Regions from separate parts of the Mus musculus genome. Here regions 2, 3, 4 and 5 are each linked to region 1. Evidence: chromatin contacts called from public ChIA-PET, HiChIP or PLAC-seq and promoter capture Hi-C data. All regions are on one chromosome and are shown on one strand. The core of a region is the stretch at or near the end of the contact, and the rest is flanking DNA. Distances in the headings are between cores, read along the strand shown. Region 1 holds the start of Six1 (sine oculis-related homeobox 1). Region 2 holds the start of Snapc1 (small nuclear RNA activating complex, polypeptide 1). Region 3 overlaps Prkch (protein kinase C, eta). Region 4 overlaps Prkch (protein kinase C, eta). Region 5 holds the start of Prkch (protein kinase C, eta).

Evidence for each region. Promoter capture Hi-C pulls out the DNA fragments that hold promoters and counts their contacts. ChIA-PET counts read pairs in DNA pulled down with a chosen protein or histone mark. HiChIP or PLAC-seq counts read pairs in DNA pulled down with a chosen protein or histone mark.
Region 2: a contact with region 1 is called in a promoter capture Hi-C map of pre-B cells. The contact joins the promoter of Snapc1 here to the promoter of Six1 in region 1. A contact is called at or near these places in 7 of 39 promoter capture datasets (the HPC-7 cell line, hippocampal neurons, liver and 3 more), 3 of 115 datasets of contacts at active chromatin or transcription factors (bone marrow-derived macrophages, embryonic stem cells and stem cell-derived neural progenitor cells) and 3 of 9 other capture datasets (adipose tissue, embryonic tail and liver).
Region 3: an RNA polymerase II ChIA-PET map of memory CD8 T cells shows a contact between it and region 1, with 8 read pairs. The contact joins the enhancer-like site here to the promoter of Six1 in region 1. A contact is called at or near these places in 5 of 115 datasets of contacts at active chromatin or transcription factors (embryonic forebrain, kidney, large pre-B cells and 2 more) and 2 of 9 other capture datasets (adipose tissue and liver).
Region 4: a contact with region 1 is called in an H3K27ac HiChIP or PLAC-seq map of thymic regulatory T cells, with 4 times the contacts expected there. The contact joins the enhancer-like site here to the promoter of Six1 in region 1. A contact is called at or near these places in 1 of 484 Hi-C or Micro-C datasets (embryonic stem cells), 6 of 115 datasets of contacts at active chromatin or transcription factors (the SCID.adh cell line, differentiating embryonic stem cells, memory CD8 T cells and 3 more) and 2 of 9 other capture datasets (adipose tissue and embryonic stem cells).
Region 5: a contact with region 1 is called in a promoter capture Hi-C map of embryonic stem cells, with 30 read pairs. The contact joins the promoter of Prkch here to the promoter of Six1 in region 1. A contact is called at or near these places in 7 of 39 promoter capture datasets (the HPC-7 cell line, cranial neural crest, embryonic stem cells and 3 more), 4 of 484 Hi-C or Micro-C datasets (all in embryonic stem cells), 10 of 115 datasets of contacts at active chromatin or transcription factors (bone marrow-derived macrophages, craniofacial prominence, embryonic basal ganglia and 5 more) and 2 of 9 other capture datasets (adipose tissue and embryonic stem cells).

What each region holds. Positions count from the first base shown.
Region 1 is chr12:73,043,534-73,048,964 of GRCm38.p6, reverse strand. It overlaps Six1 (sine oculis-related homeobox 1), which reads left to right and starts at 2,253. Exons shown (of 2, transcript NM_009189.3): 1 at 2,253-3,098; 2 at 5,136-5,431. The coding sequence starts at 2,539. The coding sequence ends at 5,430. It overlaps Gm51264 (predicted gene, 51264), which reads right to left and starts at 3,080; the gene lies at 3,017-3,080.
Region 2 is chr12:73,961,969-73,967,399 of GRCm38.p6, reverse strand. Snapc1 (small nuclear RNA activating complex, polypeptide 1) reads right to left here and starts at 2,903. Exons shown (of 10, transcript NM_178392.5): 1 at 2,654-2,903. The coding sequence starts at 2,838.
Region 3 is chr12:73,713,405-73,718,835 of GRCm38.p6, reverse strand. The region is part of intron 9 of Prkch (protein kinase C, eta); the gene reads right to left. Among named protein-coding and RNA genes, the nearest start is that of Gm34189, 66 kb to the left of the region's middle. Within about 2 kb of position 2,790, at least 86 of the 459 cell types and tissues checked have an H3K27ac peak or open chromatin away from gene starts, as enhancers often do. A contact at or near this core is called in memory CD8 T cells and thymic regulatory T cells, where this site is marked.
Region 4 is chr12:73,601,084-73,606,514 of GRCm38.p6, reverse strand. The region is part of intron 1 of Prkch (protein kinase C, eta); the gene reads right to left. Among named protein-coding and RNA genes, the nearest start is that of Prkch, 19 kb to the right of the region's middle. Within about 2 kb of position 2,619, at least 58 of the 459 cell types and tissues checked have an H3K27ac peak or open chromatin away from gene starts, as enhancers often do. A contact at or near this core is called in the SCID.adh cell line, memory CD8 T cells, regulatory T cell precursor and 1 more, where this site is marked.
Region 5 is chr12:73,582,398-73,587,828 of GRCm38.p6, reverse strand. It overlaps Prkch (protein kinase C, eta), which reads right to left and starts at 3,033. Exons shown (of 14, transcript NM_008856.4): 1 at 2,304-3,033. The coding sequence starts at 2,666. It overlaps LOC115488016 (collagen alpha-1(I) chain-like), which reads right to left and starts at 4,151. Exons shown (of 3, transcript XM_030247047.1): 1 at 4,062-4,151; 2 at 3,520-3,618; 3 at 2,694-3,399. The coding sequence starts at 4,151. The coding sequence ends at 2,734.

The DNA of each region.
Region 1 (5,431 bases), core at 1,004-3,503:
TACAAATTATCTGCTGTACTCAACTGACGGCTTTGCCTTTTAAGAGATGTGGTTGTGCTTATAACCCTCTTCCCATTTTAATTGTGCACACTTGTTCCAGACTTTAGGGTACTGATTTTGAGAGCCCGTATAAGTCCCCATTCTGGTCCTCACACAGCTGCCATGTCAATAAGGACTGTTCCAAGCAGAGACATTCCTCTTGGCAGGACACTACAGTTCCCCAAGACTTCAACTGAAACGTCATGAGCACTAAAATAAGACAGCGAGGGAAAATTACCAGGCACACAGCCTTGGGCTCAGCAGTGCCAGGCTTCCAGTTTAGAAAGTAAGTCATCAGGCATACCATGTGGCAGGAGCTCTTTTGAAATGATAAATACCATTAAATGCATTTTATATATTTAAAAAAAAAACCCAAGCCTAAATGTAATGACATATCAGCATCTGCTTCCAAGGTTTAATTGCTCAGGGTAGACGGAGTTTCAAGGAAGCAGAAAGCCTTGTGTGGGAGCTCATCAGAGAAGAGGTTTTCTGGCTACTTACAATCTCTCCAGGGAAACAGCCCTGAGGTGGGAACCCTTTATGATGTTGAAAGGCATGTAGCAGGGTGCACTGAACTGGGTGCATTTTTTAAAAAAACATCTAAATAATACAAAGGGAATCCCTTCTCTCACTTGGATCTCAAAATGCAAAGAGTTCTTTGGCTGATGGAATCAAACCACGGCAAGGAGACAAGCTAGTTTGAAGAGCCCAGTGTTTGCTCCCTGCCACTCCCTAAGAGGGCACACCGGAATCAAAAGCATTTTTGAAGTGTACTTAAAATTCTGTTTTCAACTTATCTAATCAGAGATAAGTATAGTCATAAAGTCACTCTCCCTCCACCTTCCCTTATCTCCACCCATTGTTCTTATCTCTTGCTTGACTTAGCCACTGACAATAGATTATCTTTGTTTAGAGAGGCTAATTGTTTTTGAAATCTTTTTAATAATTGCTTTGGAACAAGGTGTGCAAATGAGGCTTAAGTTAATTACAGCTTCATTTGTCTGTGCAGTTTTACTAAGCATTCTCCCCACAGAAACAAAATAGCAGATGATGGAACTTAAATTGCAGGACACATCTCATTGGCTGGCAGTAAAATAGGCCAGCATTGCAAACACACACACACACACACACACACACACACACACACACACTTTATTTAATCTTCTTGGAGCCACTGTGGTTCTAGCTTAGAGGGCAGTGTCCCTCTCAGAGCAGGGCAAGGATTATGTTACAACCAGACAGTTATTGGAGCTGGGCGCAGTTTTATTTAATTTACACCCCATTCAGCGCCTTTTGCATGAGGTTCCCCAATTTTTTTTTTTTTTTTTGCTAATGGCAAGTAAAGCTTTTCAGCATCCATCGGTAGCAGGGGTTGCTTTGAAAAAACGCAACCGTACAACTGGGGAAACTGAGTCCAGAAGTCTATGGACAGCAAGATTCTAAATTGCAGATGAAGCCCTGGTGTCTCTATGCTACAGTGCCAGGGTCAACCCTTCTGATCCCTCTTCTAGAGGCACTTTGAGAATGAGGGGAATGTTGCCCAGATCAGAGTCCTTGAGACCTTTAGGAGGTGTTAGGAGTTAGGAAGAGAAAGGGTGTAGGAGTTGGGGGGTGGGGGTGGGGGTGGGGGTGGGGGGCTAGGTTTGTCTTCACCTCCAGGAACCAAACCTGGAAGAAGCCACTTTCAGAGTGCTTGCAGCACAGAACCCTAGTCTCCTTTTGTATTATTTATCTCATTCCATAAGCTATTCATCAATCCATTATTTATTCATCTTAACATTAAGGTAATTAAATATGAGCTCACCGGGAAAAGCCAAGACTGCAAGAGACAGGGCTAAGAATATGGAGAAGAGGGTCATTAGAACGTCTGCAGCCATTGATTTGTGCTGCGTGAGGCTCCCCTTAGGTGACACCAAAGAGGGCGCCGCTTCGCAAGGTCCTGACTTGGTCACCACCCTTTTCAGCACCCCAGTTCCCTCCTCCCGACCCCACCTCACTTCCCACCTCTCCGGGTCCTTCTCCTCCCACCACTTCTTATCCTAGGCAGCACTCGGTAGCTTCGCCCTCCCCACGCGGGGCGGCAGGGTGGCGCGGCTTTGCTGCCGGGCCGGGCGGCGCGCAGGCTGGCCAGCTTCGGATAGGCGCCGCTCGCAGCCAATCAGCGTGTCGGGGACGCTGCGCGCTTTAAGGCCGCTGCGGGGAGAACAGAAACCAAGTTCCCCGGCAACCAGCAGCATCCACCCGGCGGCAGGCGGGAGCCAGCGAGGCCCAGAAGGCTGTAGAGAACGCCAGCCACTCGGAGTCTAGCTCACCCCTACTTCTCTTCGTCTTCCTTGGCCTCCCACCCGCCGAGGTTCGACTGGTCTCTTCGCCCGCGCCAAGGCTAGGGAGGGGGTTAGGAGCAGCCGCGCCCCCCTCCCCGCGGCAGCCGCCCCCTGCTCTCCCAGCTCTGCTCACTGCCGCGTGCGCCCGGGCCCGTGCGCCCCGGCAGCGCCAGCCATGTCGATGCTGCCGTCGTTTGGTTTTACGCAAGAGCAAGTGGCGTGCGTGTGCGAAGTTCTGCAGCAAGGAGGGAACCTGGAACGCCTGGGCAGGTTCTTGTGGTCGTTGCCCGCCTGCGATCACCTGCACAAGAACGAGAGCGTGCTCAAGGCCAAGGCGGTGGTCGCCTTCCACCGCGGCAACTTCCGCGAGCTCTACAAGATACTGGAGAGCCACCAGTTCTCGCCTCACAATCACCCCAAACTGCAGCAGCTGTGGCTGAAAGCGCACTACGTGGAGGCCGAGAAACTTCGCGGCCGACCCCTGGGTGCCGTGGGCAAATATCGGGTGCGCCGAAAATTCCCGTTGCCGCGGACCATCTGGGACGGCGAGGAGACCAGCTACTGCTTTAAGGAGAAGTCTCGGGGCGTGCTGCGGGAGTGGTACGCGCACAACCCCTACCCCTCACCGAGGGAGAAACGGGAGCTGGCCGAGGCCACCGGCCTCACCACCACCCAGGTCAGCAACTGGTTTAAGAACCGGAGGCAAAGAGACCGGGCCGCCGAGGCCAAGGAAAGGTACGCGGCGTGCTTGCCCAGGCTCGGGTGACCCCGGGAAGTTTCACCCTTCGCTCCCTTCTGCCCCCCGCAGGCGTCGCCACCAGCTTCCTACCCGCCGCCACCCGGCAGAGGTCCGTGGGGCGGCACCCCGGCCTCGGCGACGCTGCTGTGAAGGTTCATGAACTCTTGAGGTTGCCTGTTAGGGACTGGGTCGCGTTTGCGTGGAGCACTCGCGCGTGGGTTTCTTTGGTGAGGGAAAGTGTGGGGAACGGTCGGCGTTGGGTTTGTTTCATGCCCTCCGGGCTGGCTCCGGCGAAGAGAAGGGATGGCCAGGGAGTTTGTAGATCAGAGGAAACGGGGGTATTGCTTGGTATCGCGAGGGAAGCTGTTCGGTACGGCGGAAGGTCTCGAACCTCCGCTCTTTCGCTCCGTCTTGAAGCTGGTCTGAGTCGAACGCTCGGCCCCCAGTACCTCCCGGCTCTCTGCTCATTCTCTCCGGCTAGTCTATGGAGGAGAGTTCTGCTTCATTTCGCGCTAGTTGGACAAAGGGAGGAGTCTTGTAAAAAGAAATACCCTGGAAAGGGGACACTGGGGGTGTCGCTGCTGGGTGTCCTATCAGAGGCCCCAAGCCGGGAGAAGACTGCCGCCTGCCGCGCTCCCTCATGCTTGGCCGGGTTGCTTTCGCTGGCCCCGCCGCCGCCGCTGCGGGCGAGGAGAAGGGCTCCAGTCGCTGGCTTCCCCCTCCCGGGAGCACGGAAGCAAAGCTTTAAAAAAAGAAAAGAAAAGAAAGAAAGAAAAAGAAAGAAAGGGGAAAAGTCTCCCTTCTCCCCTCCTCTCCTCTCGCAGACGCGGCGGTTCCTCGGCCCGGGAGGTTCGTAGCGGAGCTTCTGGCCGAGGTTCGGAGGAGCGCGGGGCGGAAAAGTTGGGGAGCTGGGCACAGAGCCCCGCTGTGCTCGCCTTTGTTCACTGTCAGCCTGGGGGCCGAAGATCTGGCTTCCAGGATTCCCCCTGGGTGGGGAAACCACAGAGCCTGCCTAAATTCCGGGGAAAGGGGCTCTCCGGAAGAGAAAGACGGTGCTGGGAAGGGAGTGTGCAGGCGGGCGAGCGCTAGGCTCCGGGTGGCCGCCGGCGCTGGAAAGGAGGAAGAGCGAGCAGTCCTGAAGTTGAGTGGGACCCGGGGACCCGGGGACCCGGTGCGGGGACGGACTGACACTCCGTTGTGCGGGGTCGGCCGGCGCCCAGCCGGGGCGGGGCAGCGAAGTTTGCCCGGCTGAGAAAGGGTGGGAGGCTCTGGATTGTGGGCGAGCAGCTCAGAGAGGAGAGCAGGAGGGGCTGGGGAATGAACTAGGAGTAACGAAACAGGGATTGCTCGGCTCCAGCTACCCTTTAGTTTACAAAACGGCCGGTCCCCAAGCCAAGCGAGGGCCCACTCCCGGGTGAAATCCGAGAGACTGGCTAAGCTCCCTGTGTTTACTCAGGTCACTGGGCCGCTCTGGGCACGACTTCCCATGACCTGTCCTAGGTCTCTGGAACCCCAGCCTCCAGACAGGGGCAGGGAAACTGGTCATCTAATTGTTTCCTCAGATGGAGGCAGGCAATTGACTTGGGTCAGAGCAAGCATTTGTGCATTGGGCAGTTTGTCTCCCGATCATTTCGTTATTGCAACAACCATTTGTCGGAAGGCTTCCAAACAGTTACTTGGAACTATGGGGCTGGTTAATAGGTACTTAAACATACAAAGCTGAAAACATTTTTTTTTTCTTTTTGGCTTATTTTAAATAAATCTGGTTCACCCGACTGTGAGACGTACAGTAAAGTAAGGAACTATCTCCCAGCAGCCCCCCACCCCCATTTCTTTAGGCTGCCTCTTCACCTCCCCCATGACCCTTGGGGCTGGGTGGGAGGCAGAGCGCCTCCGTTTGGGTTGGTGACAGATTGCACAACGGCCCTTTCCTCCTCCCAGCCCCCCTTCTTTCATCTCACACTTTTTAAAAACAGCAACAAAACAAAACAAAACTTCTTTTTAACCATATGGCGTTGTCCTCTATTTCTCAGGGAGAACACCGAAAACAATAACTCCTCCTCCAACAAGCAGAATCAACTCTCTCCTCTGGAAGGGGGCAAGCCGCTCATGTCCAGCTCAGAAGAGGAGTTCTCACCCCCCCAAAGTCCAGACCAGAACTCGGTCCTTCTGCTCCAGAGCAATATGGGCCACGCCAGGAGCTCAAACTATTCTCTTCCAGGCCTCACAGCCTCCCAGCCCAGCCACGGTCTGCAAGCCCATCAGCACCAGCTCCAGGACTCTCTGCTGGGCCCACTCACCTCCAGTTTGGTGGACTTGGGTTCCTAAG
Region 2 (5,431 bases), core at 1,654-4,153, 920 kb before region 1:
TAAAAATGTTCTCCGTTTTTTAAAGCCAGACACAACAGCACACTCCAGAGACCCTAGCAATTGGAAAATAGAGAGAGAAAGGTCAAAAGGTTGTCCTTGGCTACATACTGAGATCAAGGCCAGCCTGGGCTACAAGAGATCCAGTCTCAAAACAAAACAGGAACTTGGGGGTGGTGGCCCAGACTGTAATCCCAGCACTCTGGAGACAAGAGGTACAGACTGTCACAAAGTCAACCTTCAAATACAACCTTAGCTAAAATGCCTCAAAATACATCATATAATTATAAATATGCTGTGGTTTTCATATTAATAACAGCAAAACAAAATGGTAAACACCTAAGCACCTTAGTTAATATAATTTATTACATCTCATTACAAATGGAAGAGGAAACAATAAAAATAATAAGTACAGTAAAAGAACACAAAAGACCTATGGTAGGTAGTGTGGAGACCAAAATGACTCCTAAAGAAAATCCAACTGGGCTGCAGTGGCATACGCCTTTAATCCCAGCTCTCAGCAGGCAGAGGCAGGGGAAACTCTGTGAGTTTGAGACCAGCCTAGAATACTCAGTTCTAGGACACTCTGGGCTTCACAGAAAGACCCTATCAGGAAAAAGGGAGGGGGGGGGGTAAGGAGGGAAAGTTACCCCAACCTCTTTAGTACAGTGAAAGACTTTAAAAACAGAAAAGACAAGACAACAGGCTGTGCAAGGTGATGGCACCTTTAATCCATCTCCATGGTACTTTCCAGGCCAGCCAGGACTGTATAGTAAAACCCTGTCTCAAATAAATAAATAAATAAATAAATAAATAAATAAATAAATAAATTTAAACTAAGTTTTAAAAGGAAACAGGAAGACATAATAGATTTAGATTCTTTTTAAAGATGGGGTCTCTATCTTCCAGCCCAAGCTGACCTCAAACTTGCAATTCTCCTGCCTCTTGATCGCTCTAATTAATAAGCCTCTGATACCACACTTGATAAAATTAACTTCCTCTAAGTGTCAATTTTCTTTCTTTTTATTTTTTTTGTTTTTGTTTTTTTCAAGACAAGGTTTCTGTATAGCCCTGGCTGTCCTGGAACTCACTCTGTAGACCAGGCTGGCCTCGAACTCAGAAATCCGCCTGCCTCTGCCTCCCAAGTGCTGGGATTAAAGGGGTGCGTCACCACGCCCGGCTATAAGCTTCAATTTTCTAATCTCTAAAACATGGAACACTTATACCAGCTTTTCAGAGCTCTAAGTTAAGTATATTAGATAATGAATCCATTACAGTTAGCTACATAAAATATCAGTTGTACAATAAATAATTTTTGTTGTTATTTGGGGTTTTGAGACAGTGTCTCCTGCAGAATTCTCTTTGTAGCTAGGATGGCCTTGTACTCCTGGCCTTGATTCTCCCCACATTCTGGGCATTCTCCCCACATTCTGGGCATTCTCCCCACATTCTGGGCTTAGAGGAGTGCTGCCCCAGAGCAGGTTAATTTCATCACCTGTAGTAATTTACACCTTAATTTGTAATAACTGACAATCTACATAATAGTCTAAATCAATAATATAAAAAGTTCTATTTTATTCAACAAAAGATCTATTAAGATTCCATTCAATCATTTACCCTTTTCAAGAATTTATATGGTATGGTAATTAATACAAACACCGTATTCAAACGTGGGCAAGGTGGTGAATGCCTGACCTTAGAAGGAAGAGTCAGGCAGATCTCAAGGCCAGTCTGGTATAACGGCAAGTTTCAGGCCAGCCAAAGCTACACACAATGAGGGCAAGTCTCAAAAACAAGTAAGGAATACCACATTAATCACATGGCTGTTCTCACTAAGTTCAGTCTAAGGGAGAAATCAAAGAGTAGTAATAACTCTGAACATTAATTTCACACGTCGAACCAGCTAATATATTGATTCATTTAATTCCCACACTATCATGATCTAGTTTACAGACAAAAAGGGTTGTCTCAGATCTGGGGGAGGGGGACTGGAGAGCTGTATTCAAATCCTGATGCCCAAGACCCATCATCTCCACTCTTCACCGTTATCCAAGACTGCGTCTCTAATTATGAAATATACTCTAGACGGTGAGATAAGCCCTTCGTGCTGGGGGTAGACAGAACTCGAGCCTCTCACTTAGTCCCGAAGGCCAAAAGAATTCCCTAAAGAACTGTCATTTGGGTTCAAAAATGACTGACGAAGTGGACAAGCAAAAGGAGATGGAAAATTCCCAGGCTAGGAAACGCCAGTGGAGTACCAAAAGCAACTCGAGCCAAGAGAGTGAGTGCAAGGTGTGGGCACTGGAGATGAGGCTGGGGACAGAGGTAAAGGCAGCTACTGGCTTGAATCTAGGCTTTATCCAACTAAAGGCGATACACAGAGATTCAAACCTGCACTTGCAACGTCAGTTGTTGCATGCTAAATGAATTCGTTCGTAGAGGACCCTGTGTCGGTGGGAATACTTTGTTTCTAACCGCGGATTCATTCGGCAATCAAGATTGGAGGAGGTTTGGCCTCGGATGGAGGCGGTGGAGATGCAGAGGGCCGAGCCAGCAGAGTGCAAGGGCGACCCACGGAAACCGCCAAGGCGGAGGTCGGGGATGCAGGCTGCGTTCCCCACAGGAGAGACAGGGTAGGAGGACGAGGCACACCCACCAGAAGATGGTCGCGAACTTCATGCTGCGCCAGAGCTCCGTGAAGTCCTCGAAGCGCACGCTGTCCATCTCTTGGAAGCGGCTGAGCAGCGTCTCGTAGTCAGTCTGCAGGCCCGGAGGGATCCCCACGCCTTCAACAGTTCCAGCGCCCGTGGGACGGGTCCCGGCGCCCGCAGGAGTCCCCATGCTCACTCTCTCCCGGACCCGGCTTCCCCAATGCCCAGAAGGCCCTGTAGCACCGCCCCAGTCACGTCACATCACGTACGCGCACTCCGTGACGTACTATCCGGGACCTCAAGCCCCGCCTTCATCCGGGTCTTACCTGGCGCCTGTGGCGCTTCTTGCGCGTGCGTAAATGCAAGGTGATTTTAGTCTAGGAAGCCGAACTTGGTGTGATACACGCCTTTAATTTCAGTGCTTGAGAGGCAGAGACAGGAGGATTTCTGTGATTTACAAGCCTGTCCGGTGTATGCAGCGAGTTTCAGGTCTACATAGAGAGACCCTCTAAATAAATAAATAAATAAGACCTTCAAATTAGATAAGTAGGTAGATAAAACAATAGTAGTGCCTGCTAACTATTAATCAATAGGACATGAAGACTCGATTTCTCTCTCTCTCTCTCTCTCTCTCTCTCTCTCTCTCTCTCTCTCTCTCTCTCTCTCTCTCTCCCTCCCTCCCTCCCTCCCTCCCTCCCTCCCTCTCTCTCTCTCTCTCTTTCTTTCTTTCTTCTTTTTTTTTTTTTTTCCGAGAAAGGGTTTTCTGTATATCCCTGGCTGTCCTGAAACTCATTCTGTAGATCAGGCTGGCCTAAAACTCAGAAATCCGCCTGCCTCTGCCTCAACTAACAGCCCCCAAAAGGATTTGAGGTCTTCATTGCCTCCTGACTTATGTAAACTACACTTAGCCTGCCAGTCTTCTTTAAAGTGACTCTACAGTAGCAACCACCCTAACCTCCCTCCACGTGGGAAGATGATCTAAAGAGAACTTGTTAGGGAAGGAACTCCCGTGGTTCTTCCTCATTGCCAAGATCCCCTACAGTCTATGCTTACTTGAGTGATTAATTTGTGGCTCTCCAAGTAATATGCAACCACTCTGGGCAGCAGTTGCTGTTTCCTACCGTTGTTGCCTCTGACAATCTAGCACACTGTCTGATATACTGTTTGGCTAAAGTAGCTCTCTAGAAATCCCACTTTTTAGCTTCTCCCAGGGGCTTGTTACGGGTTAGCATTCTGTATTTGAACTGTATTTCTGTTTTGAAGGCACACTAATCTTTAGAAAAGGTATTCTGGGATGTGCTTGTATGGATGCATTTATTTTATTGTTTGTAATGGTTTGTTTGTGTGTGTGTGTGTGTGTGTTTTCATGAACACACCTCCTGGCCCATGTGGAGGCCAGAAGTTGATGTCCAGTGTGTATACATATATTTTAGTTGTAGTGGGTTTTTTGGTTTGTTTTGGGTTTTTTTTTGTTTTTTTGAGACAGGGTTTCTCTGTATAGCCTTGGCTGTCCTGGAACTCACTTTGTAGACCAGGCTGGCCTCGAACTCAGAAATCCGCCTTCCTCTGCCTCCCAAGTGCAGAATTAAAGGCGTTTGCCACCACGCCCAGCTATAGTTGATTTTTAATTTTATGAAAATAGAATTGCAATCTACAACTCATATTCTTCAAAATATTTTTAAACATTCAAGATGTATCTGTGCTGCTATTTGCAGCCATAGTTCCTATTTTCACTGTTGAATTAACACTAATACTTTGTTGAATTAATACACAATTTGCCCACAGTTCCCTCTTGGAGTTTATATAAATTCCAGATTTTGCTATCATAAACAAAGCCACTACAATCACATCTCCACCTACTTTGTAAGGACAAAATACAGAAGACTTAATCAAATTTGAATTTTCATATCAACTTTAAAGCTTACTTCCTGTGACAAAAATCCTTAAGACAATTTACTTTAAAAAAAAGAAAAGAAAATGTTAGCTGGGTATGGTGGTGGTGCACACCTTTAATCCCAGCACTCAGGAGGCAGAGACAGGTGGATCTCTGTGAGTTCAAGGCCAACCTGGTCTACAATCTGAGTCCAGGACAGCCAGGGCTGGTTACATTGAGAAACCTTAGAGAGAGAGAGAGAGAGAGAGAGAGAGAGAGAGAGAGAGTTTATTTGGACTTCAGTTGATTGTTAGTTAACCCTATTGCCTTGGGAGGAACGCAAATGATGGAGCTCTTAGGGGTATGTGTGTGTTTGTGTGTGTGTGTGTGTGTGTGTGTGTGTGTGTGTGTGTGTGTGTGTGTTGGGGTTCAAGAATCACCTCCCAAACCATACAAACACTGATCTTAAGTAAGAATAGTTTATTGAACAGACATCTTCATACTGAATGTTTGGGACAACAAAAAGGACTCAGAAGCTTAACTGTAGTATTAGACTGCTCTCAGGATAGACTTTTTATAGGAAAAATCAGCTTCAGACATTTAAAGGGCAAGGAGGCGAGCAGTTGGCTTCCTAGGCAAAGCTCTTTGGTCCTGAGTACAGTAAGCAGGGTGGTGAACAGGGAAACTTCAGAGCATTGAGATAACAGAGCATGCATGTTATACTCTTAACTTTGGGTTTATTAGTAGCATTCTTCAGTGTCAGCCACAAAAACCACCACGAGCTCATACATAGGTGCAGGAAGGACTGCCAACTGCTCAGCTCTGACTCAAGATATTTTAGACATAACAGTTCAGATTGACCTTTGATTTGATGGGTCCTACATAAAGTTTTGTAGAATTTCTTAAGATT
Region 3 (5,431 bases), core at 1,541-4,040, 670 kb before region 1:
GGGGAATCCTGTGTTATTAGGGAGGGACTGTATAATGGATTAAGGTGGCTGTGATCCACTTTTAGGGCAGGGAGGGCTCCGCTAATCCTACCTTGGCAGAGTCAGCCAGGGGATTCTCTCTGTACTTAAAATCTGTATGCACAGCCATGTCAGGACTCCTAGCACCCAGTTTCCTAGAAGCTGAGCCCAAGTATCTGCTGAGCGTCACCTGTGGCTTTGGCTCTTTGAAGGCAGATTTGCCCTGGCCTGTGTAGTAGGAAACCCAATGTCCAGGAGACTGGTTGGGCTTCAGTTTCAAAGCCAAGCCCTTTGTCTGTCTGGTGTGCCTCTCTCTGGTCTCTGATTCAACTAACCACAAATGCCAGCCTTCAGCAAGGAATCATGAACACCTGAGGGAATAAAAGCAACTCAGAAATCCCTCGGTCCCCACGCCCTGTATTAGTTACAGGCACAGAGTTCAAGGAGCTGGTGCATGGCAATAATACAATTCCTGTCGTCACATGCCTCGGTTCCTGTCACCCACTGCCTGTGTCAGCTTTCTGCCCTGGCTCTCTGGCAACACATAGCCCCTGAGCGGGAGACACTTCTCAACATTCTCATTCTAGGTCGCTCCTGGGAGTTGAAACTGACACCCAACTAGATGAGGCAAGGCCTGGCTATGTAGCAGAGCTCCACTAAGATGGGACAAGTGACAAAATGATTCTATGACTGCAGGAAGACCACCTTCGGAGGTATCTGTTCAGGGCCACGCAGACAACTGTTGTGTCTCCAGCACACGACTGATTGGAACAAGGCTACGCTTCCTGAGTCTCTTTCCCAGAACATTCAAACTGAGATAAAGAATTTTAATCCAGTCTGAGCTGTGAGTTAGAACATGACTCCGAGAGCTGAAGCTGTCTCTGGCAGGAATACATGAAATTCTTTAGTGTAACAGAATGGTGCATGGATGGATGGATGGATGGATAGATGGACAGACAGATAGGTAAATGCAAGGTTAAGAATGAAGCAGGAAATATAGAGTGGAGCAGAAATAAGACCAGGGAGTGGGATTAGAAGACCTCACCAGGGTACCTTGTGTCAATTCCTAGCTTCGGGTACCACCATGCCTCTCATATTTGTGAATCTTTATCATTAGGTCCTTTCTTGTATAGCCTCAGGTAAGTTTTCTGTTACTTCCAGGAAAATTTTAAGTAAAATACATACAATTTTTTAAGGAGGGAGGAGCTTCCTGATTTAAAATCTAGGGCAAAATGCCTACAGCAACAGTGATTGTGGGATCATAGACAGAAGCAAGGGGCCGCAGAGTGCCAGGCCCTTTCAACAGAATCCTAACAAACAGAACTTATTAGGAGACGATAAAGAAGACATTGTGCCCAGTACCAAGTCCTTGGTATCTCTGTGATAATGCCTGAGCTGTGGACCCAAAATTCTCAATAGGTACAGGCAGCTTCTGCTGAACTTTATTCAAATTTTCTCTCTCTTCCTTTCTCTTTTTCCCTCCATCTCTTCCCTTCCCTTCTTTCAACTCACCTTGCAAAATGGAGGTGTCAAAATGACTAAATTCGAGTACTAACTCTGTTAAGCCAAGAGCTTTGACCAGTATTTGGCCTACAGAAAGTGCTCAAAACGTGATACCAACTATCACTATTATCACCCCTTTTGCATAATTCTCCACTACAGCTTCAGCCAACATGGCCCCAGGACTAGAACTGCAGCCCATCCAACAGTAACCCATTATATACAACACACAAGGGCCGGCAGACACACACACACACACACACACACACACACACACACACACACACAGGACACGGGGAGGAGGACAAGGAGAGAGACACACACACACACTGACACACACATATACACATGCATACATAGGGAGAGACAGACAGACGTAGACAGATAGACACACATATATGTACAGACACACAGACAGACAGCCCTGATACATAGCCAGTTTAAAGGCAACCCAAAGTCTAGCAGGTCCAAGGAAATGAGAGTCCCCCTAGCTCCACACCCAGCTGTTGAGCAGAAGCATTTCCTAATGCCACATGGCAATGACCTTGACCAGGTAAGGACTTTTCATTCTAGGAAGTATTTTTTAAGAGTCACAAAATTGTGTTGATAACCAAAATTATACCAAGCCAGCCCTCAGTTCCAGTCAGCTTCCCAGTTCTCTAGCACTGAATAAAGAGTCTGATTCTCAGCCTTCTGGATTTTTAAACATTATTCTCGCAAAACAAACGGGCTGCCTGGCAGACTGCAACACGCCAGCGTGGTAGTCCCTTTCCCTCTGTAGCACTTACTCACCCTTACAGCCACACTAAGAAGGAGTCTTCTTTGTTTAAAACTAGACTACATCATCATTTTGATTTACAAATAATGTTTCATTGGCAGACATGTTGTTTTGGGAATGAAACGTTTTGAATAAGAAACAGTCACGGCACATTGGCCACAGCGAAGATGGAGAAAAACAAAATCAAAGAACAGCAATTACATTTACGGTTATGAATAATTTAGATAGTGACTCGAGGCGCTGTTGAACTGGAAGGCCTATCTACGCTCATCAGACTCCAAGAGCTGCAGGGAAGTGTTTCTGTGTGAATAACGAGCCCCATATTGAAAGCTGCAGAGTGCTATTAAGAGCCTCTGGAAACAGACAGCACAGCGCTGAACGGTCTCCTAGGCCTCGCTGTTTCGTTACTTTTCGCTGACCACGTTGTCAGCTGGGTTAACAGACAGAGAGTTCGCATCAACAGGAAGCAGTTACTGACGTCAAAGAGGTCATGGTGGAAAGCACCCTTGTGAGGAAATTTGATTGCACCATGCCTGAACTGGAAACCACTTGAATTTAACCACATTAAGAACGATTGCAAAGGCTTCACAGCAGAAACAGTGAAATGGAGTCTAATGGTTTTGTTTTTCATCATTCTGCACACCACATAAGATGTTCATTCAAACACCTAGCAACCCTTGGGTCAAGCCTGGGGTCAAGGCATACCTTGTGTGGACAGACTCATCGTGGGTAAGGTTCTTAGGTCTCCAACGTTGCAAGCAAAGGTTTGGGAACTTGGACTCTGAACCTGGAGGAATTCACAACCCCCAAGGCAAGTGTGTCCTGGCGGCCAGAACTTGTAACAGCCTTGTCTTACAATGAACCCTGACCAGCCTATGTACCAGACAAGGGAAACAACTTGACAGGATCTAAGATCACCTAGATGACAAATTTGTGAGCAAATTTCTAGAATAAGTTAATTGGCATGGAAAGACCCTACAACATGGGTGCTGCCATCCTGTGGGCTGGGGTTCCCCAGCTGTATAAAAAGGGAGGGAGCAAGCTGAGTCCTAGTGTTCAACTCTGTCTCCTGATTATGGTTGTGACCTAACCAGCTGCTTCTAGTTCCAAAACAAACCCTTCCGTAAGTCACCTTCATCAGGTTGTTCATCACAGCAAGTGAGGGAGACAATAATGTCCCTCAGGTGAGGAAGGAAAGTTGGTAGAAATATACTAGAAAAGCTGTTCTGGGAGAGGACACTGTTAATTCTGTAGTAAAACTCCAGAGGGTGGTTGGAACAGAGAGATTGGCTCTGTAGTCGCTGCCAAAAACCCCCACCACTTTCTGCCCAATCCAAGACATACCTCCAAGTTCTTTGGTGACCCGACTCCCTACTAGTTGAGTCTCCTCTTGTGAATGCGCTTCTATGTCTCTTGTCTACCTGCTCGCCACCCATCTCTGCCCTCCTGCGGACCTCCCTTTGTAGCCCTCCTCTTCTCTGTCTCCACAGACAGGCAGCGAAGGATTTTGTATTCCAGCTTCTACCAGATCAAAAGGCCATGGAGCCCCACTCTCCTACCTGACCTGCTTTCTGGATTGCCCCCAGTGAAGGCCTTTACAGTCCATGCCAATCCACTCCTGGGATCACAGCCCTGGGCCAGGAGGTCAAAAGTCACTGGCTCAGCCTTCTCACCTACTCATCTGCCTCCTTCCTCTCCAGACAGCAACCTGAACCTGAGTGAATGTCTTAGGCTGTTCTCCAGTTGGAGGGCTTTTACTGACACCTTGGACGTCCACGGTTATGGCTAAACTCCTTAGCAAAGGTGTGAGACTGCTTCTTCAGCCTCTGCGTTTCCTCTCCTATCTCCTGCTGCATCTGGCCGTCTAGGTTTTCAGTGTCCCAGTGATTTGTTCTGTGCTCTGGCACTGCCGTCTTGTGTCTTAGACCATGGCCTCTCTCATAACCAAAGGCCTCCTTTTAGCCCCGCAGGTCAGGGTGGAGACAGCCCCTTCCTCTGCGAAGACTGTTCAAGCCCCTTCAAGATCATCTCCTGCCTTTTCCTACCACACTGCGATACCTTTAACTTCAGGTAGTTAAGATGTGGGCCCGCTATTTTCTTTTTGTATAGATTTTTAGTTCCTAGTCGTTAATTAGCCCCCATACACTAAACTGAAAACACAGAGCGAGCTCAAAAATATCATTCTGTCTTGAAGCAACATGTCTGTCCGGGCTGATGAGATCTGCTCTCACAGTCAGAGACCACTTGGTCTTGAAGATATGGTTTAACAATACCATGATTTGTTAAAAGGCAGGGTCTTATTGTGTAGACCTAGCTGGCTTTGAACGGACAGCACAAAGATCCACCTGCCTTTGCCTAAAGCCTGTATGCTCAGCCTCCATGTATGGCTGTTTTCAAGTGAGATGATGTTCCCATATATGGAAAACAAAAAGAAAAACTACAAGTTTTCTCAAAGCACACTCATGTTATCACTCGCAGATATTTCCATACCAGTTGGGAAATGCTTCCAAAGGTTTGATCATCCATTTCTGAAATCTAACCTTGTATACCCTGGACAAGAAAGTTGGGGTTCCGACTCACAGCGGGCCTCCCTGAGGCTTTCCAACAGTGGAGGCAGTGGCTTTCATAAAAAAAAAAAAAAAAAAAAAAAAAAAAAAAAAAAGCACCAGTTCGATGTTTTGTTGATAAAGTGAAAAGATGATCATTAAATATCAAAACAAGAGAAGCTATACACGCCTCCCACTCTGTGTTTGACACAATCCACTTAAAATACATTTAGTGAACTCATACTTGGCTCCTTGGAGACCTCTGCCTTGTTGTGCAGCAGAACTCTAGGCTAAAGAGAGCCAGCGGGGTATGAGCCAGGTCCTCACCCACACTGAACAAACCCTTGCTGTCACCCAGTTCAGGAGCCATGTAAGTCCCAGGAAGTGCCACAGAGCAGACACTGACAGTAATGACGGCCTTTCCAATCATACACATGCTTTTTATATTTTATAAAACATTTTATATATTTTTGCATGTGTTCACATGTGTGTGGGCAGGCTCATGCCGCGGAGCACATGTGGAGGTCAAAGGGCAACTTTGGAATCAGCTCTCCCCTTCTACCATGTGGGTTCCAGGACTCAGGTAGCT
Region 4 (5,431 bases), core at 1,370-3,869, 560 kb before region 1:
TGGTGTTAAAGACAATTCTACCCATTCCAGCTTGATCAAGTTATAGACAAAACTCTTCTCTGTACACATATTTATGCTTCCACACAAATTTTTTTACATTTTTGCAGTGTGTCATGGGATGTTCTATAACAAAACATTACTCAAAATATTGCCTAGTGACCAAAAGCGAGATTTTTACTTCTCGCATTAAGTTTGACGTAAGGCAAGGGTAGGAAGAAACCTGTTATCCACCCTGCAGTCTCTACTCCGCCTGTTAGCTTAGCCCAAGAACAAATGAAACTCTTTTCCTAACAGTTTAATCCCTTCATTGTTTGAGAGGATCAACTGGTAAGTCTCCTCTGTCCTGTCCAATGTCATATTTGTTGGTCATTGTCCTCGTTTGGTTCTTCCTGCTGTGGTAAACCCCCTGACAAAAACAACTGAGGGAGGGACCGGTGTGTCCCATCTGATGCTTCCCTGTCAGTCGGTCACTGAGGGAAGTCAGTGCAGGAACTAAGGCAGGAGCCTAGAGGCAGAACTGGAGGAACACTTCACTGGCTTGCTTCCCTGCTTGTTCAACTTGTTTTTTATTCAACCCAGGACCACCTATCCATTTCATTCACAAACAAACCTATACTAAACAGACCTGCCAGCTGTCCCAGATGTATCTACAGCTAATCAGATGGTCCCACAGCAGGCTTTGTGGCCTGAAAGGAACAGGTCTGCTCTCCAGAAGCCTGGGCCCTCCCACACCAATCATTAATCAAGAAAATGTCCCCACAGACTTGTCCACAGACAATCTGATAGAGGCATTTTCTAAACTGAGGTCTCCTCCTTTCTAGATGTACCCGTGTCAAGTTTACCAGACCAACACAGGCTCCATTACCCCACAAACTTAGCCATAGAAAGACCTGCTCTCTTGCTTGGGTTACATTTGTTTGAGACTCGTTCATTTCTTAATTGAAGTTGCATTAAGCACCTTCTCTTGGCAGTTACTCTAGGCTCCAAGCCAGACCTTTGATTAATCAACCCCCAAACCAGGTCCTCGTGGCAAGTGCTTCACCTCAGTTATTGATAAATAGGAAATCCAGGCACAGAGCCTCCGGCCTGCAGTGCCATCAGCTGGGAGGCTGAGACAGGATGATAACAAGTTGTAGGCCAGTCTGCACATGAGAGAACCTACCAGAAAATAACAACCACCACCACCACAACAAAGGGTTGACTAGAATCCAGGCCACCTCGTGAAGGCAGCAAGTGTATATAAAGAGGATAAGAGGGAAATAAAAAACTCACTGAGAACAATGTCTGATCCCCAAAGAAACAGGGACAAAAAATCACCTTCTCCATAGCTAACGATCCCTGGCTGGGTTGAAGATGATACCACAGGCTTCAGTGCCTTATGTGCCGTTTATATTCACTGAGCGGGAAACATGAAGCCATCTTTCCAGATGCCAACTTTCAACGAACCAGTAAGGATTGCTCGTTATCAGTTCTCGTGTAAACCCTGGGGTTCAAGACACCACAGTGGTCCCAGAAGCCACTGGAAAATTCACACCGAGGGATGGAAAGAACTGTTGCATTTTCAACGGGGATGGTGACACCTCCGCCCTGTGGGTTCTGTGCACAGCCACCACAGTGACACAGACAAAGGGCAGAGTTCCTGTGGAAACACTTACAGTGCGATGCTTCTGATCAAGTCGGGTCTTTGAAAAAAAAAACACAAAGGCTAGTTCGCCCCAACAGTAGGGGGTAATGAAGCCCAGTGGAAAGACGGGTCTGGAGCCAGTAAGTCGGATTCCAACTAAGTCAAACATTGACTGCCCTTAGGCAGAGATAAAAAGAAAATCTCTCATTAACTGAGAGATAAAGCCCGAAGATAGGTGGGACACATTCTGGCATCTTCAGACCTCTAGAGCGGTGCTTACTGATCAACTCATCATCAAGGGTACCTCTCCCAGCCGTATCTAACGCTAGAAAATGACAAACCACAACCATCAACATCCTTATGAATAAGGAGAGTACCATATGATTCTTAAAATGTGATCCACCATCTTTCTCTGTGCACTGAATTAGTAGCTTATTGTAAGCAGGGCCTTCTCTTGCAAATCAGTTTGGCAGTGCAGTTCACAACAAATGGATACCTAGAACTCTCTCTGCCCATCCCATAAAGTACCAGAGCTGGACCACAGAGATAGGTATCAGGGTTTTTACAAGGATATTCCCACAAGGGTACCCACATGTCTCCCAACTATCACAGAGACTTCTGCCAACTCCAGGGAAGGAAAAGAACCCTTTCTCATGGCTCCCTTCAAGGTGTCCAATCCAACTGACATTCCTTCAGCACAGTCTGTGGGGCAGCGGTGTCAGGGGCTTAAACATCTGCCTTCATCAGGAAGCCAGTTTCCACCAACAGTCTGACCTAGGCACATTTACTTGCTGAAAGCACTCAGCTAGTATCTGCCTGGTGAAAAGAAAGACAGGAACAGGGGAAACTCCAGGTGACAAATTTAGATCCTCAAGATGAAGAGGAGAGAAGGCGTGCACATCACCTTCAGCATGGTTAACACCGACCTACCCTGGAGACTGACTCCGGGACCCACTTCCTACAAGACGTGCCCGCTGCATACTCAGAGGTACAACTCTCTAGTTCCCTACTGACACTTCTATCCTGAACTCAGTCATCTCTGATGACATCATGAGTGGTTCTGCCCTCCAACCACAGGACAACAACCTCCAAAGAGCACCTGATCTGTTCTCCTGTCATAGGAAAGCCTAAAGCACGTGTTGAGATGTGTGTGCTCAGGCCTGTTTGTGGGTGTTACACAGACAGGGACATTTCTTCTACAGACCCTCCTTCACTCCATCAGACATTATTACCCAAGTCCTCTCCCTCCTCCTCCAACAGTTACTAATGACGAAGCAACTGAAACATGAGCAGAAGGAGGAACAGGAAAAGCTCATCCATGTATGAACTTGGAAGCCAGGCAAGCACGAGGAGGAAGAGACATGGTCGGAGCCAGCCTGTGAGGATCTTCCCCAGCAGCCTGAGGAAGGGAACAGGATTCATTTAGAAGCCCTCCAGCAGAAAAGCTGTTAGTGTTGAGTCTTAGGAAGCTCCTTGGGGCGGCCCTGAGGATTCATCTGAGACAATAAGTCTATTTTGTGAAGAAAGCTCTACAGCTATCTCAATAATCCATACAGGTGATAAGAATACCAAAAGGGATGATGCTGATGGAAAGGGGAAAAATCACACAGCAAACCATTTGCAATCCAATTCATCAGAATCCGACAATAAATGAACTTGGGGGCAGACGGAAGGAAACAGACACAATGGTACCCGGCTGACCGGAATGATGGTGAGCTCTGACAGGAAATGGGCAGAGGAGCAGGGTGATCATGAGATGTAAGTGAGTGTTTAATTGTGAACTTGTTGGCTTGGAGATGTGTAGAGGATGCCCAAGTGGTCGTGTGCAGAAGCACATTAGACCCTCAAGTGGTCCGCTCTTGCACGTGCCTCAGGTGGAAAAGGTGTGTGCCATAGTTTTCCCCTCTTCCTAATCCTGCTGTGGGAGGGGGAAGGCCAAAGGAGACAGAGTAGAAAGCCCTTTGCCCTCTTTGAATCTGCCTATTGCTTGAAGCAGAGGTCACAGTCAGCAGGAAAGATGGGACGTGGGGCTTTTGAGCCCCTGGCACAAGAACAATACAGTGAAGAGTATACAAGAAGGTAACGCCATCTGGAGTGTGATGTCTGATGCATGGTGGAAGAGGTACAAAAGAAATAAAGAGAAAAACATCCCTCAGTAAGCACTGAAGAAACACAGAACCCAAAGAGCCCAAAAGAGAAAGAAGTAGCCACCCAGATCAGTAACAAGCAACCTATGGGACACCATGGGTGCCCCTGGGTTCAGCTGGAGCCAAGACCTTGTGCCTCGGCTTCAGGAAGGCTGAGTCCTGTGGGAATGGACTGGAGAGAAGGCTCCTTAAAAGTAGTTTCTCTTTGGGAAAAAGGTGGAGAGACACCGTTGCCTACATCAGAAAGACAACAAGCCAGGTCTAGACAGGGCTGGGTCGCCTGGTCAGCTAAAGCCAGGGAGGCTACTTGGGAGGCCTGGGGATGTTTCAGATGACGGAAGAGGGAAGGCTCAGTCCAGAAAGAGGAGAGATCTCACAAAGCAGCATGGAGGAAGGTGGCCCACCCCAGGACTGGCAGCATCTGAAATCAGGGCCACAGCAGAGGACAGTCTGCAGGTCTGTGAAGGTGCTCACTCTGCGGACACCAGACTTCTCAGAACACTGGAGAATGTATTTGAGAGCTAGGGAACTAACACATTTCCCCCTATGTTGACTCTAGCTGTAACCTAGGACCTTCCTGAACGGCGGCCTGCCTAGGCAAGAGAAAGGTCAGGACGTGAAAAGTCCTGCCTAAGCCTGAGGAGAGCTCACTGGTAGGCAAGGAGCTTGAAATTGGGGAAGACTGAAGTGATTATCAGTTCCCTGGGATGGTTTCTTCCTTTCAACATGATCTCCACTGACATAGAGCTCTTCAAAACTATGTCGGAGGGCTACTGGTTACAATTCTCAGTGGGTAAGGACACCTGCCACCAGGCCTAACAACCTGGATTCAATACCTGAGACCCATAGGATGGAAGGAGAGAATGGATTCCCACGAGCTGTCATCTGCAGTGACACACAGGGCTCTACATGTGACCAACACACACATAGAAAATAAATACATGACTGTAAGTTTTAAAAAATTTTAAACAGTGACAACAGAAAGAATACTGATGAAAAGGGCCGTGTGATATCTTTACAGAAATGACTTTCCAGGATCATTATTCTTTTCTAATTTAAAACAAAATTGTGAGCCACAAGGAGTGAGGTACGGCTGTGCTCCCAGCACACGGGAGGCTAAGACAGGGCACTGGCTGTAAATGTGAGGCAAGTCTGGAAGTCACATAATCAGTACTGGGACAGCCAGTGCTATAGAGCAGGACTCTGCCTAAAAGAAGACTATGAAAAATTAATAAAAGTCAAAATGTTATAGGCATAAGTCCTACAGAGCCAAATTATAACAAATGGATTCAAAAGTGACCCCTGAAAACCTCAGATCTGAAGGGAACTGCAAACCAGAGGACCGAGGCAGCAACATCAGGCTATCTCCTGAGAAAGGGGTAGCTCGGGGACAATGAGTTAAATGGCAGCCATCCCTTCACAGCTGTACCTCTGTGGACTCTGTTCCTCTCACAGGTGCCTGTTCTCACGAGGCCTCTTAGAACATTCTGGACATCTGATGCAGTGGACACGGCTTAGCCTCTCAACTTGTCCTCATTTGAAATCTACAGCCTATCACCCAAACTAAGTTATTAAGTTTTTATTGGAGGACCAGGAGTTTGGCAAGTGATTCCTTGCACTTATTTACACAGCCAAGGGAACAAAATCCATCCCGGAATCA
Region 5 (5,431 bases), core at 1,784-4,283, 540 kb before region 1:
TAATTTTGAAGAGTATTCTTAACAAGAAAACATTCTAGTCATACTATCCTCGGTTTCAAAACACAGCCACACACACACACACACACACACACACACACACTGACAGACATACATACCATCTAAATGAATATACAAATTCATGAGGAATCACCGGCATCATTTAAATGCTGGTCCTATTCTACCATTAAATTTCCCAAAATGCCCCTAGTGGGCCCCATTAACATCTAGGCAGAATGTTAAGCAATATAGATCTTTGAACTTTAGTTCCCATTTAAATCTTCATTCATCTCCTGCAACAATAAACAGCTCCATGCCCTGCCTAGCTAACCCTACTCATAGCTCTCTTTTATCATAGCCTCACGTCTAGGTCTTCCTTTATGCTCATGTTCTCAAACCTAACTTTTTTCTGTCAGCTAGGAAGTCTCTAAGTACTGATGCTGGAGGCCCACGCCCAGAGGCTCCTCTCTAGTTTATTTAAAAGTAGAGGTGTTTAAAAGCTCCCACGGAATTCAAATCTTCAAGCTAATCTAGACTGTCTCCAGCAGGACATGTTTATCATGGCTGATGACCATCCTGTACCACCACACTCCAGTACCTAATTCCTCTAGAGATTTGCCCAGCCTAACTCCTAACCAAACACTAACTCAGAATTCACTTGCTCAGTTCAATTCCATGTCTGGAAATTCACAGACAGACATGTAAACTTATTCAGGGAAACTGAGGTAAAAGGTTTGTCCCAAGATCAAGTCAGCCTGGGCTACTGTGTGAGACTCTGTCTCAAACCAACAACAAAGTTAACTTTTAACTTTATTTAATCAGTTTCCATCTAGCCCATTACTAAATTCCAAAGAAGGAGAAGAAGAAGAAGAAGAAGAAGAAGAAGAAGAAGAAGAAGAAGAAGAAGAAGAAGAAGAAAGAAGAAGAAGAGGAGGAGGAGGAGGAGGAGGAGGAGGAGGAGGAGGAGGAGGAGGAGAAGAAGAAGAAGAAGAAGAAGAAGAAGAAGAAGAAGAAGAAGAAGAAGAAGAAGAAGAAGAAGAAGAAGAAGAAGAAGAAGAAGAAGAAGAAAGGCCAAGGTGAAATTAACCCCATAATTTGAGTCATGGGTTTGGTTTTTTTTTTTTAATTTCTATTTAAAAGGTGAATTTTTACAAGCCTTCTGTACTATTTCAGAATATATGGTGAAATTAACAACACTTCAAAGTATAAAATACATATATCCATGAATCTTTGTCACTGTCCATCTGGTTCTGCCACTTGTGAATTTCAAACAGATTCTGAATAGCGATTCACCTCGGGTTCCAAGCCCACTCCTGCCAGAACTGAGACCATTATTAAACTCTAGAGTCTTTACCACACACTACACTTTGCCAGACCACTTCGTTGTAATTATCATTTCAGTGTCTCAGAGTGAGCACAATAACCCCGGCATCACAAAGACAGCGTGAGGATTAAGACATATGGGCGTTCTGGCGCTGTGTGAGGCACTCGAGAAATTTACAGTAAAAATTCTATCTCCAGGGAACTATGGGAATGGCAGCAGCATATAAGAAGTTGCGGGCAGCTAAAGGTCAACGCAGAGGGAGGAGACCCAAACCTAAGGTGTCTTGGCCACCTCTTCTCAGAGGAATAGTTTGGAAGCACCCATACACCCAGGCTGACTGAACTTAAGAGCAAACAGAGAAGTTTTAAACCTCTCACCCCACCACTCCCGCCTCCACCCTCGCCCCCAATCCCCAAGGGAAAAGCTAAACAAAACTCTGCCAGGGTGCAAAGCCATGCACTCACTCTGATCCCTGCCAGTGTAGCTTTTGTACCTCTGGGATGTAATGGATGTGCATGCTGAAACACGTGTGCACGTCTGTGTGGCTGAACCAACATGCATCCATAAACACTATGAATAATACTCGCGAGAATGTATGGCTTTCTCCTAAGAAGTGTTTGAAGCACTTGATTCAAACCATATCCCTTTCATATCGCCCTTTCTCTGCTTTTCTTTATATGAGAGTTGTGATTCCCAAACCCCCTACCCCGGGAGGAGGGGGATGGAACTCTGTATCACTATTGGGCTTCCCCTAAGTGCAAAGTCCAGGTCCACAAAGAGGACGGATTCCCAGAGTCCCACCTGCGCCCGCATACACCCACGGCTGTCGCGTCAACAGTGCAGGCCACCTGGGAAAGGACCGAAGTCTAGAGGGAATTCCTTCCCCTGCAGGGCGATGAGGGAGCGGGACTCTGACGAGTTTCGAAAATTAAAAGGAGGGAAGGTCCAGCAGACATGGAGGAGTGAGGCGATCGCTACTTACCCAGCCCTCGAAGGTGTCCGAGGTACCAGCCGTGCGCAACAGCTCCTGGAACTGCAGCGTGCAGTTGGCCACAAAGTGGTCATAACCCAGGGGCGTCTCGTGGAAGACGGCTAGCTCCAGGTGGCCGCCGTCGGTGACATTGGCGCAGAACTCCTCGTTGTAGGTGGGTTTGTTGGTCTTCTGCTTTGTGCTGGTCTGGCCCACGCGTACCTGGTCTACGCTCACCGTCAGGTAGGGGTCCAGCAGCTGGTGGCCCTTTTTGAAGAGCGAGTGCCGCAGGGACCAGCGGGTGGGCTGCAGCCCTACAGCCTCTCCGATGCGGACCCTCAGATAGCCATTGAACTTCATCGTGCCGGACGACATGCCGGCGCTGCTGCCGGAGCCCCGAGGGGGCCGCGCTGGCTGGCACTGGGGAACCCGGAGCCCGGGCTCAGGGCAGTCCTCTCCGCTGCCACGGGCGTGGAGGCAGCTCTGGGAAGAAGCAGCGCCCGAGCCCCCTGCGACCGGCCATTCCGCCTCCTCGGAGGGATCTTCCCCTCCCCTCCTTCCCTCCCGCCCTTTCTCCTGAGGTGGAAAGGAGGGGAGCCGGGCTCCGAGCCCTCGGCGGGCTGCTGGGCTCCCGATCGTCCTTCTGGAGCGCGCGGGGCTCGCCCCTTCTCCGGGGCCGGCCAGATAGTCTCCCCGGAGAGCAGGAGCGACCCGTCCGGCTAGCTCCAGCTTTGGCGTCTCTGCCCCCGCCTCCGCCCGTTCCTCCTGCCCCCGCCTCCGCGGGCTCACGCTCTCCCCCACTCGGTGAGCTGAGAACCAGGAAGCAGCAGCAGCAGCAGCAACCGCAGCCGCATCCCGGCCAGAGCCGCGCGCCGCCGGGCTCCAAGTTCTCAGAAGCCCGGTGCGGGCTGCCACGCCTTCCGGACCCCGGGGGCGTGGCGCACCGCGGGCAGCACCGCCTTGAGGGGTGGGTGCCGGGGTTACGCGGTGAAGGGGGCCCGCACTCCCCACTCACCCCAGGGGCGGTTCCCGCCCTGAGTGCTCGCGGATCCCTGCTCCCGGTGGCCGGGTTGGCGGTGCGTTTCGGGCTGGAGGCTGCCCTAAGGGGCTGGACAAAAAGAAAGGATTCCAGGCCCACCGCCAGCAAACACCTGAGGCGTGGGAGACAGCCGGGGAGAGAATTGGCAGGACGGGTGGATGCGGAAAATCAGCAGCAGGGAGTTCCTACCTCCCACCCTAAGTAGTGGCCTGGAGACCCTGCCGGAGGGTGACAGAGCCCTAGCCAGAGGCGGGTGTTCTGTGGGGAAGGGGAGGTCCCTTTCCTAATCTTTACCGGAATGGGTCATCCCAGGTTCAGCTTAGACTCATCCTGTTTATGTGCCTTTTCGGCAGAGAGTAATTAGTTGTTTTGTTTGCGTATTTTTTTAATAGGGCAATGGTAATGATGGAAATCCTGTACTCCTTCCTGGGAGAGGTGTGTCACTGCACAAAGAGCAGGAAAGATTGGTTCTGCTGGAGACTGACAAGGCCAAGATGTAATAAGTCCCTTCCTCCGCAAGAGGCGGTTTGCTGGTCCACCTAGTCCTGCATTATAAGGGCAGCAAAGTGTTCACATGCGCCACCCTGACACACAGTGGCTTTCAGCTGCCTCTTCTAGGAACAAACACTCTAGGTTGTTATTGTCAGAGTGGGCAGACCCTAAGTTTACCCATCTCGTGACTTCTACAGGTTTTGTCTCCTAGGAACACCTTTTGGTCTAATCCATTCTACCATAAAGCTTGCTCCCTGAGGGCCAGCCGCAACCAATATGTCTCCTATAAAGTCCAGGCCATTCTTAAGACGCTTAAGGACGCTCACCATACTCGTTCTTACTGAACAGGCTGGTTGGTCGTCTGTCCCCTTTCTAGCACATGGTTTGGCTTGCTGAGAAGGTTCTGGGCAGTTTCTCATTAGGGAGTTGAGACCTCACCAGTAACAGCTTCACACTATAGGATGAGATGGAGAACAATGGGCTGGCCGGATGGGCCTCTCTTGGAAATACCAAGGCTTCCTGAAAGAGTGGGGCAAGGAAGTAGAGGGTCACTTCAGTTCAGGCAGAGCTCTCCAAAGTGTGCTAGCAACCCGTTTGTAGAGGTAGAGTCGGCTGGGTGAAAGCAACTCTGACTTCTTCCCTAAAGAGCTGGACCTGGCTCCTCCAGAGAGCTGCCGGTTCGCCTTAAGAACCACGAGGGCTCCAAACTTTGTCTCTGCAACTCCTTCCGTGGATATTTTATTCCCTATTCTAGGGAGGAATGAAGTATCCACGCGTTGGTCTTCCTTCTTGATTTTCTTGTGTTTTGGAAGTTGTATCTTGGGTATTCTAGGTTTCTGAGCTAATATCCACTTATCAGTGAGTGCATATCAAGTGACTTCTTTTGTGATTGGGTTACCTCACTCAGGATGATATCCTCCAGATACATCCATTTGCCCAAGAATTTCATAAATTCATTGTTTTTAATAGCTGAGTAGTACTCCATTGTGTAAATGTACCACATTTTCTGTATCCATTCCTCTGTTGAGGGACATCTGGGTTCTTTCCAGATTCTGGCTATTATAAATAAGGCTGCTAAGAACATAGTAGAGAATGTGTCCTTAACATGTTGGAGCATCTTCTGGGTATATGCCCAGGAGAGGTATTGCTGAGACAAAAGAATGGACCATCCAGAGACTGCCCCACCCAGGGGTCCATCCCATAATCAGCCACCAAACGCAGACACTATTCTATACACCAGCAAGATTTTGCTGAAAGGACCCTGATATGGCTGTCTCCTGTGAGGCTTTGCCAGTGCCTGGAAAATACAGAAGTGGATACTCACAGTCATCTATAGGATGGAACACAAGGCCCCCAATGTAGGAGTTAGAGAAAGTACCCAAGAGCTGAAGGGGTTTGCAACCCTATAGGTGGAACAACAATATGAACTAATCAGTACCCCAGAGCTCATGTCTCTAGCTGCATATGTAGCAGAAGATGGCCTACTCAACCATCATTGGGAAGAGAGGCCCCTTGGTCTAGCAAACTTTATATGCCCCAGTACAGGGGAATGCCAGGGCCAAGAAGTGGGAGTGGGTGGGTAGGGGAGCAGGGCGGGGGCAGGGTATAG